Linked DNA regions of Mus musculus: region 1 is linked to region 2. Evidence: chromatin contacts called from public Micro-C data. All regions are on one chromosome and are shown on one strand. The core of a region is the stretch at or near the end of the contact, and the rest is flanking DNA. Distances in the headings are between cores, read along the strand shown. Region 1 holds the start of Cyb5r2 (cytochrome b5 reductase 2). Region 2 has its middle 22 kb from the start of Syt9.

What was found. Hi-C and Micro-C count contacts between places; a contact is called where the count stands out from the background.
Region 1: a contact with region 2 is called in a Micro-C map of embryonic stem cells, with 1.6 times the contacts expected there. The contact joins the promoter of Cyb5r2 here to the enhancer-like site in region 2. A contact is called at or near these places in 2 of 39 promoter capture datasets (cranial neural crest and liver), 3 of 484 Hi-C or Micro-C datasets (cerebellum and embryonic stem cells) and 3 of 115 datasets of contacts at active chromatin or transcription factors (all in embryonic stem cells).

What each region holds. Positions count from the first base shown.
Region 1 is chr7:107,754,624-107,759,456 of GRCm38.p6, forward strand. It overlaps Cyb5r2 (cytochrome b5 reductase 2), which reads right to left and starts at 3,409. Exons shown (of 9, transcript NM_177216.4): 1 at 3,335-3,409; 2 at 2,562-2,688; 3 at 2,288-2,360; 4 at 81-187. The coding sequence starts at 2,639.
Region 2 is chr7:107,346,480-107,351,439 of GRCm38.p6, forward strand. No RefSeq gene overlaps it. Among named protein-coding and RNA genes, the nearest start is that of Syt9, 22 kb to the right of the region's middle. Within about 2 kb of position 2,967, at least 1 of the 459 cell types and tissues checked has an H3K27ac peak or open chromatin away from gene starts, as enhancers often do. A contact at or near this core is called in embryonic stem cells, where this site is marked.

The DNA.
Region 1 (4,833 bases), core at 2,159-4,658, 410 kb after region 2:
AAAAAAACACTGCTCTCCACTCTACTACACTTAGAATACCTGGGGGTTCTAGACAGCTGGGTAAGATGGGCATTATTTACCTTTATAATTAAGTCCACAAAGCCTTGATCATCGTCACTGGAGACAGGTGTGTAAGCCCTGATCACCAATTCATTGTTAATTTGTGCCAAGAGATGGACATAGTTACCTACAAAAATGTATCAAATGTTAAACCCGAGGATCATAAGTAGAACCCAGGAATCCTCCAAAGATTCCCTTTGATAACACTTGCCCAGCCAAGATCACACTATAATTTTAGAGTAAGACTGAATTAAAGGTGGGGTTGGACACTAAAAATATCAGAAAGGAGCCGGGTGTGGTGGTGCATACCTGTAATCCTAGCACTTGGACCTTAGAGACTGACTTGAGTTCAAAGCTAATCTGAGGTATAAATTGCAGTTCTGCCTGGTCTAAGAGTGGGATCTGGTCTCAAAAAATCAGAATTTTTTTTTTCTGTTTAAAGAAAACTATTGTCTTCATGAAGGTTTTTCTTCCTGATCTGGAGTCTGGGAGGGAGTCACCAGTACCCCATCTGTGTTCCAGGATAGAACAGGGCTTAGCCTCATGAATGCTGCAGGGTCCCAGGACCTGGATAGTCCTATTTCAAATAAAGTAGCAATGTGTGCAATCTGGCCATTGGCTCTACTGAGAGGCAGCAGGGACATTTATGCTATGTCTTTGCCTGTCCAGAGTAGAATTCTATAGACTTGGTGGGGAGGGCAAAGACATATGAGTTTAGACTATAGCCTGATGGCAGATAATGGGTCAGATTGAAGGACAGACTTCAGGGACCAAGGCAATTAGTATTGAGGGGAGGAACTGCATCAAGGAATGCTAAAAGCTAGAAGCAAAAGAAGGTTCCAGGACAGGTTCAGATGAAGTAGAAATTAAGTGTGCTTGAGAAATTAGAACTACAGGTAGAAATAGAAACACACACAGAGAGACAGAGATGAAGAGGGGGCAAAAAGGAAGAAGGGGAGTTGGGATGCTTGAGGGCATAGGGGCTAGTTCATAATGTTAAGCAGTGTAAATCTGGGTCTTGGTGGAGTCCCTTGGGGCTAAGGGGCAAACTTATAGACATAGCCTGATTGGACACCAGGGTCACTTGAGAACACAGGCTTGAAGCCGCAGCTTCCTTCTGAGAGCTCACCTGAAACTGGGGACCTAGAAAGTCTGTCACTGCAGCCCCATACAGAATGAAACTATGTCCCGGGTCCCAGGGTCCCACCTCCTCCCATCTTTGTGTTAGTGGAGCTGTGAGGCATCCAGTTTTCCTATCAAGACTCTTAGAGGGCACTACATTGCCTTGTCCCTCTGACCACACAGCTTCCACTGTGGCTGAAGAGAAAGCAGGTCAGAGAAGTTTCTACAAATTCTATTTCTCAAGTGGCTTGTGCTTTCATGCTGCCTCCCAACAGGGTGATGACAGAGGCTAAGCAGAGGAATGGAACGCCCAGTGACAGGAGTGAGGGACAGCAAGCAGGCTCGGGAGCCCGGCAGGACTCCTCAGACTATAATCTCATCACTTGGCAGAGTTGAAGTCAGAGCTTTCTTTAAAAGTAGGTCATTAGTAAGGCTGTCCTCTAGGAGACAAGGGGAAGGGCTTCTCAGTCCCACCTTTGTTCCTTAGGTTTTTCATCTTATGAGCTGTCTAGAGATGTTACTGATGAAACTAGAAGCGGGACAATTCAAGAGGTCAGCTGGGATTGGTTTCCACAGTGAGTCCCTCCTCAAGTGGGTCTCAGGACCCCTCAGATAATCCATCCAGTTAGGGCATTTGCACTGCTAGTGATTCCCATGTATATTGGGCCTTGACTGCAAGGGAACATCTGTTCTTGTCATCCCTGAACAACACAATGAAGTTTCTGAATTTTCATATCCATCATTCATTTTACCCTCACTATACCTGAAGTAGGCAGAAAAGCCTGGGAAATACTATAGATGGAAGAAGGTCAGAGATGGTGAGGGACTGGCCTTAAATTGCATGGACAGGAGCCATTAAGGAGATCTTAAACTTCCTGACTCTAAGCTTACGTCTTATCAGTGCTCCTCAAGCTATTACTATTGTGACAGTCCAAGTGGGACAATGGGGACACTGTCCTCAAGTCCAGCTGCCTATTCCCTCCATTCATGTGGTCCAGGGTTATATCAGTGTACCCTCCATATCCCACAAGAATGGGAATCCATTGCTAATAGGAGCCAAGTACTCAAACACTCAGACTTGGACATGTCACCAAGCACTGCTCACCGACAGGAAGCCCCAGGACATGGTCTGGTGAGGGCAGCCCAAAGCGGAACCTTCTGGTGTTGTGACTGATTTGCTGGTTAGAAAAAGAAGAAGAAGAAAGAGGTAGGCAGGTTCTGTTGACTCTCTAGGAGTTTTGCTTTGTGGTCCAGATCTTTAGAAAGGTGCTCCATTTGGTCCTGAGGTGACTGATCACCTCATATCCCCAGCTAGCATTCTCCCCCACCCCCACCCTCCCCTTTCACCTAACCAGAGGGAGGTTTAGGTGACCCACTACCTCCTTCTCAATCAAGGGCAGCGGGTACTTGGCTTCAGGGTCCTGTAAGGTGATAAGATCTTTCTTCTTGACACTCATTTTCTTCAGGGCTATGAGAATCGCAGTGGCCCCGGTGACAGGTTTGGTCCTGGCAGATACAGTGTGAAGACAGACCTCAGATTTCACCCATGCTGGGCTAGGCAGCTCTAAGCCTGGCTGATCTTATGTCTTACAGGACTAGCAGAGAGAAAGGTATTAATACAGAAGGCTCTCTCTGGGACCAGCGTGCAGAGGTTAGCTGCAGGTCCAAGAAGACCCCTGGACCAGGCTTGACACCTATCCCAGAGTGCTAGTGTCTCCAGGCCCTCATTGGTCATCTGCCTCCATCCTGGGGGGAATGACTGTGGGATCCTTACCAGCTAACAGCAAGGCTGGGGACAGAGCTCACCTCTCTAGAGACTTGCCACACTCACTTCGGATTCCGCTGGAGCAGTGGAGCAGTGAGTGGCTTGGGGACTCACTAGCACCTTCCTATGAGTAACTGAGGCAAACATATACCTGTAAGAGGCGTGGCCAACCTCCCTATAATAGCCCTCAACTCCACCCAGCTCCTCCCTCACTAGGCCAGTTTGTTCTCATCCCAACCTGTTGCAGAAAAGTCTGCAGCTTAGCCCTGAGGCCCACTGTCCCAACCAGCTGGGAAACCGCCCGTGAATCCTGCCTCGGCCACCGCCTGCGGCTGTTCGCCTAGCCCCGGGTTCCTTCCTGCCCCGCGCTTTCCCGGCAGAACTCACCTGGAGCGAGATGCCTGACTTATCCTCGAGATGAACAGTGCCTTTGATGGTGGGGATGATGAAACATCCGGCAGTGGCCGCTGAGGAGCTGACTCCTGCCCCATAGCGACGGATTCGAGCTTCTGTGTCACATGACTCTGGCACAGGACTAGCCTGGCGCTTCTGCAGCTGGCCGGGTGGGAATGGGGCTTATCTCCAAGATCCCTATGCAGGGATCCCTCTGCTTCTTGACTTTCCTGCGCATGTCAGCAGCCTTGAGGAAAATTCAGCCTCCCCAGCTTGTTAAGAGCCTGGCAAGATGAAGGAAGGGGTTGCTGTAAACTTGTTTACAATGCAAACTGAAGAAGAGTTGCAGCCTAGAGGAAGACTGCATATCTTATTTAACATGCTTCCTGAGCTGCTACCCTAGCCTCCCAGGACCAAGTGTTTGCAGGATTGGGGTGACTGCAGCCAGTCTTTAGTGGGAGACCGGACCGGACTCTCAGAGGCAGGATGAGAAGTTCAGATTATGAAGATTCTTCACAATGCATTTCAGAACCTTGGTTTCCTCTTCCACGCTTGCAAGTGGCAAAAGGAAAACTCATTTCATAGTGAGTTAAAGGTCAACTTTGGCAACTTAGTAAGACTAGCTTAAAGTTGAAAAGCAAACACACAAGCCGGGCGTGGTGGCGCACGCCTTTAATCCCAGCACTTGGGAGGCAGGGGCAGGCGAATTTCTGAGTTCAAGGCCAGCCTGGTCTACAAAGTGAGTTCCAGGACAGCCAGGGCTACACAGAGAAACCCTGTCTCGAAAAACCAAAAAAAACACAAACACCAGCCCAACAACAACAACAGCAGCAAAGGACTGAGATACAGGACATGGTTACCTTAGCTTGTGCGAGTCCCTGAGTTTTTAGTCTCTGGTATAGAGAGGGGGAAAGCCCAGATTGTAAAATGGTATTTCATGAAGGTATTTGCATCAAATCATTAGCTCCAACGAGAGACATGTACCCCCAACAGCAGGACTAGGAAGCCTCAGGTCCCCAGAACTGAAGTTAGAGGCAGTTGTCAGCTACCCAGTCTGGATGCTGGAAGCCAAATTCTACTTCTCTATAAGAGTGAGTTCTCTTAACTGCTGAGTCATTTTTCCAAGTCTTAAAATAATCTTTGCTATATAAATAGTTTCCCATTATTATAGATGAAATCAATTCACACAGTAATGAGATGAATATACTCCTTACTTTTACAAGAAGAACTAAATCTTGGCTGAATATTTGATTCCACACAAGGTAGTTGAGGAATCTTCAATGTTTTTCAGAGTTCATAGATTTTTTTAAATATATATATAATTGTTGATGCTGAAACTCAACATTTTGTACATACATAGGAAAAAAGACAGAAGTATGTTTAGGGCTTGTCAGAAGTTGCTTGAAATTCTGCCCCAATCTCAAGCAAAATTTCATATATATTATGAAATTCAAGTTGGTAGCTCAAACAGCAATTTTAAAAAACAAACCCTG
Region 2 (4,960 bases), core at 1,717-4,216:
CTTCTCCTTTGATCCCAAGGCTGAGAATCCCAAGCTGTGCCCATCTCAATTCTGCCCAGCTATAGGCTGTAGGCATCTTTACTCACCATCAGGAATAACTTGGGGGCGGGGGCGAAGTCACATAGTGGTCATTTGGGTCTACTGCATTAGTCTCTGGGTGGCAATCAAGCTTTAGGGGCCAATATTAGCATACAATATAAGCAGCATCATACTAAATCAAAAAAGAAAAAAAGAAAGAAAGAAAGAAAGAAAGAAAGAAAGAAAGAAAGAAAGAAAGAGCCGGGCATGGTGGCTCACGCCTTTAGTCCCAGCACTTGGGAGGCAGAGGCAGAGGCAGAGGCAGAGGCAGAGGCAGAGGCAGAGAGGCAGAGGCAGAGGCAGAGGCAGAGGCAGAGGCAGAGGCAGAGAGGCAGAGGCAGAGGCAGAGGCAGAGGCAGAGGCAGAGGCAGAGGCAGAGGCAGAGGCAGAGGCAGAGGCAGAGGCAGAGGCAGAGGCAGAGGCAGAGGCAGAGGCAGAGGCAGAGGCAGAGGCAGAGGCAGAGGCAGAGGCAGAGGCAGAGGCAGAGGCAGAGGCAGAGGCAGAGGCAGAGGCAGAGGCAGAGGCAGAGGCAGAGGCAGAGGCAGAGGGGCAGAGGGGCAGAGAGGCAGAGAGGCAGAGAGGCAGAGAGGCAGAGAGGCAGAGAGGCAGAGAGGCAGAGAGGCAGAGAGAGAGGCAGAGAGGCAGAGGCAGAGAGGCAGAGGCAGAGAGGCAGAGGCAGAGAGGCAGAGGCAGAGAGGCAGAGGCAGAGAGGCAGAGGCAGAGAGGCAGAGGCAGAGAGGCAGAGAGGCAGAGAGGCAGAGAGGCAGAGAGGCAGAGAGAGAGGCAGAGAGGCAGAGAGGCAGAGAGAGGTGAGGCAGGAGGCAGGAGGCAGGAGGCAGGAGGCAGGAGGCAGGAGGCAGGAGGCAGGAGGCAGGAGGCAGGAGGCAGGAGGCAGGAGGCAGGAGGCAGGCAGGAGGCAGAGGCAGAGGAGGCAGAGGCAGGTGGATTTCTGAGTTTGAGGCCAGCCTGGTCTACAAAGTGAGTTCCAGGACAGCCAGGACTATACAGAGAGACACTGTCTCAAAAAAAAAATTAAATTAAATTAAAAAAAAATAAAAGAAAGAAAGAAAGAAGAAAAGAAGGAAAAAGAAAAGAAGAGAAAAGAAAGGAGGGAGGAGGGAAGAAAACAAGCAAGAAAACCAAACTAAAACAATTGGAGGAATAAAATGATTTTTAATTTGCATTCTGCTATATTTATAGATCCATGCCTTGCTCAGCCATTACCAGAGAACTTTTCTCCTAGAGCAGATGAGAATAAATACAGAGACCCACACCCAGACATTATACAGGAGTAAGAAACTTTTTTTTTCAAGACAGGGTTTCTCTGTATAGTCCTGGCTGTCCTGGAACTCACTTTGTAGACCAGGTTGGCCTCGAACTCAGAAATCTGCCTGCCTCTGCCTCCTGAGTGCTGGGATTAAAGGTGTGCACCACCACTCCCCGCTGAGAGTAAGAAACTTTGCAACAGTCCTAAAGGGACATCTCCATCAAATGCTCAGGGCTCAGGGAGCCCCTCAGAAAATGAGGCAGAAAGAGTGTAAGAGCCAAAGGGAATGCAGGACAACAGCAAAACAACAACAACAAAACAAACAAAACAAAACACCTTTTCAATCAGTAGTTCTCAACCTGTGGGTCAAGACTTCTCTAGGGTTGCCACATATCAGATATTCTATTTAACAGGTATTTACATTCTAAATCATAACAGTAGCAAATTTACAGTTATGTAGTGGCAGGGAAAGTTTTATGTTTGGAGATCACTATGAAATGAGAAACTTTATTATAAGGTTGCAGCATTAGGAAAGTTGACAAGCACTGCTATAGAACAACTGAGCAAAGCTCACATGAACTCAATGATATTGAAGCAGCAAGCAGACAGAGACCTGGTCTGCACCCAGTCCTTTGCTTTTAATATAAGTAAATATACATATATACTTATAATATATATTTATATATACTTTATTACATATATTATATATGTAACTATATATATTACATATGTTTTCCTTATATTACATGTCTTATTATAGTATAATATTTATTATATACATATATAATTTGCTTTTATACATATATACATATATATATATATATATATATATATACACTCATATATAGTGGTTTTATGGGAATCCTGAATGTGCAAAAATAAGTGAATCTCTGATTCTTTTGCCTTTTCTTGGACTTCTTTCTCTATTTGTTTCATCCAATTCTGTTGTGTTTGTTTTTGTTTCATCATATTACATTACATTATATTGTTTATCATGTTATTATTTCTTAGAAGTCTGTCGGCATCTGAATAGGAGGGGTGGGGGGGAAGTGAGAGGAATAAATAGAGGGAGAAGAAACTGAAATCCAGATGTATTATATTAGAAGAAAAAAAGATAGTTTCATTTAAAGAAAAAAAAAGAATAACATGACAAATATGCATTCACCTGCAACCTGGACTTCACGGTGGTTAGTTCTTACTTAGGCATATAAACTAGATTAACTCCATTCAACATCCAGGTTTTGATTGTACACTCATCGGTAGTTTCAGCCATCAGTACTTGGGAATAAACACAGAGACCCACACTTGACTATGCAAAGTGAGAGACCTTGGAACCCTAAAGGGATGTCTCCATCAAATCCCTCCCCTCAGGGAACCCTCAGAAAAGGAGAACTCACTTTGTAATGGATTCTGAAGTTCTTGTTGGCTCTGTTGCTTCACAAACAGAAGATTGCTCTCACTAGTCCCTATTTATTACATGTACATATGAAACATTCTCCTAATTTCTACCTCTGGAAACAAATACTAGACTATCAAGTTTGCATAGCTGTAATTTACCCATGCATAGTCCAGATCCACACTCTTCAGTATTCTTTTATCATTCCTTCCCTTTTTATATGCAACTGCTTTGCCCATCCTTATTTTGCATGCCAATGGAAGCTTCCGTTCATCTTACCTAAGTTAGCACAACAGCACTTCTTAAAAGAGGTCATCTAATGATATTTGGCTTCCAGAAATCTCTCCTGCACACCACTCTCAGATCACCATCTTGTGGTCTTCTCTACATCTCTCCTCAGCCACCCCATACCCAGGGTCACCACTGTCCCTTACAGATTTAAATGTCAAAGATCTGGCTAACAAACGCTGTTCTTTTGACAGAACAAGCCTAATGCTTTAAAATTCTTGTTCATTAAATCAATAAAGAAGAGAGCAGTGGTATATGGAAGATTCATTTTGTAATCACACATTAAATGTATTTTTAGAATTGTGAAGTTTTGTTTGGGAAGTCCAGTATATATAATATGTGCACACCATGTACTGCACATCACGTGCAGACACATACAAACACTACATTATAAAAAATGGCAGCAATGCCAGGAGGGAGGAGAAGAAAGTAGCTGACCGTAGCTCTTCTTGAAGCTTTTTAAAGCATGATAACTAGTGCTTTTCTGGGCCTCAGCACAGGTTTCTGTAAAACTGAACCCCTGGCATGGTAACACATCAGAGAGAAAGGAAGATGTCATTTGGCAATTTGGCTGATGCTGATGACACAATTGTTTCCCATGAAACAAGTTAGCTCCAGGGGAGGGCTGCCTATGAGAATAGGGAAAGGGTAAGAAGTTACCAGAATTGGTACTATTTTTTTTTATGAGAAAGCAAACTAAGTGGTTTTTGTTGATGTTGTTTCTGAGTATGAAAAAATGCTTCCTATTTATTCAAACTGTGATAATAGTGGAAAAGGTGGAGTTGAAAACCAGAAATACAAATCTTGAGAAGTGGGGCTGGATGGAGATGGCTCCACAGTAAAGAGCAGTTGCTGCTCTTACAGAAGACCCAGATTTGGTTCCCAGAACCTACTAGGTAGTTCACAACTACCCACAATTGCAGTCTAGAGGATCTGGCACCTTCTTCAAATACAAAGAGCACCACAAACATATATGCGTGCACTCACATATGCATTTAAGATTAAATGAATAAATCCTTAAAAAATAAACACAACACACACACACACACACACACACACACACACACACACGGTTGAAGTGAGATCTATCGAGGCAACTCTGAGCTTTCTTCTTGCACATCCAAAGGATTGCTAACATGAAAATACATATAGCTACATGGAAATATCAGCAAAAATCCCAGCAGATTGTCAGTGAAGCTGTTGTATATGGACTATAACTTTGGAAGATACTAAAATGTGAAAAGCTAGTCCCCTACCACAGAAGCAGAGAAGCCACCATCTGTGGATCTCTCATGCCCCAACCACACATACTAAATATTTTCTCTGTGCTTTTAAAGAATTCAGTTCCCAGGATTCAACACAACAGAGTCCTAGCGAGATAAGTGGAGTCTTGTATCCAGAGATCAAGTAGTTGGTAGACAAGCACAGAGAAGCGTTACACTTTCTATTATACTTCTGAACCACACAACAAATTCAGTGGTTTCCACCATATTTCCCTTATTATAATCCTTACAGTCAATTAATATATGAAATGTAATTGCCAAAGGTCTCTTCTATTTTGTTGTGATTTTCATTTAATATTGATATTAAAAGTTATTTTGAGAGGGTGCTTGCAGTAGTGGATTAGTCAATCTCAAGTGTGGTATCCCAGTTAATAAAGTTGTCTCTAGGCAGACTGCCTGACTATGAACCCCAGCTCTTCTGCTTATAGTCTGTGTCACCTTGGGCAAGTGATCCACTCTCCTCCACGCTTCAGAGCCTTTGTCAGTGAGACGCAGGTAATACAGCATCCAGACTTCCAGAATTATGTTGAGGAATCAATGAGTTAATCTCTGCAAAGTGCTTAGAACAGCAACAGCTCCACAAATGGGCTCTGCCTATGTTAACACTTAATTCTGCAATGAGACAGCCAGTGCTGGGGGAGGGTGGCA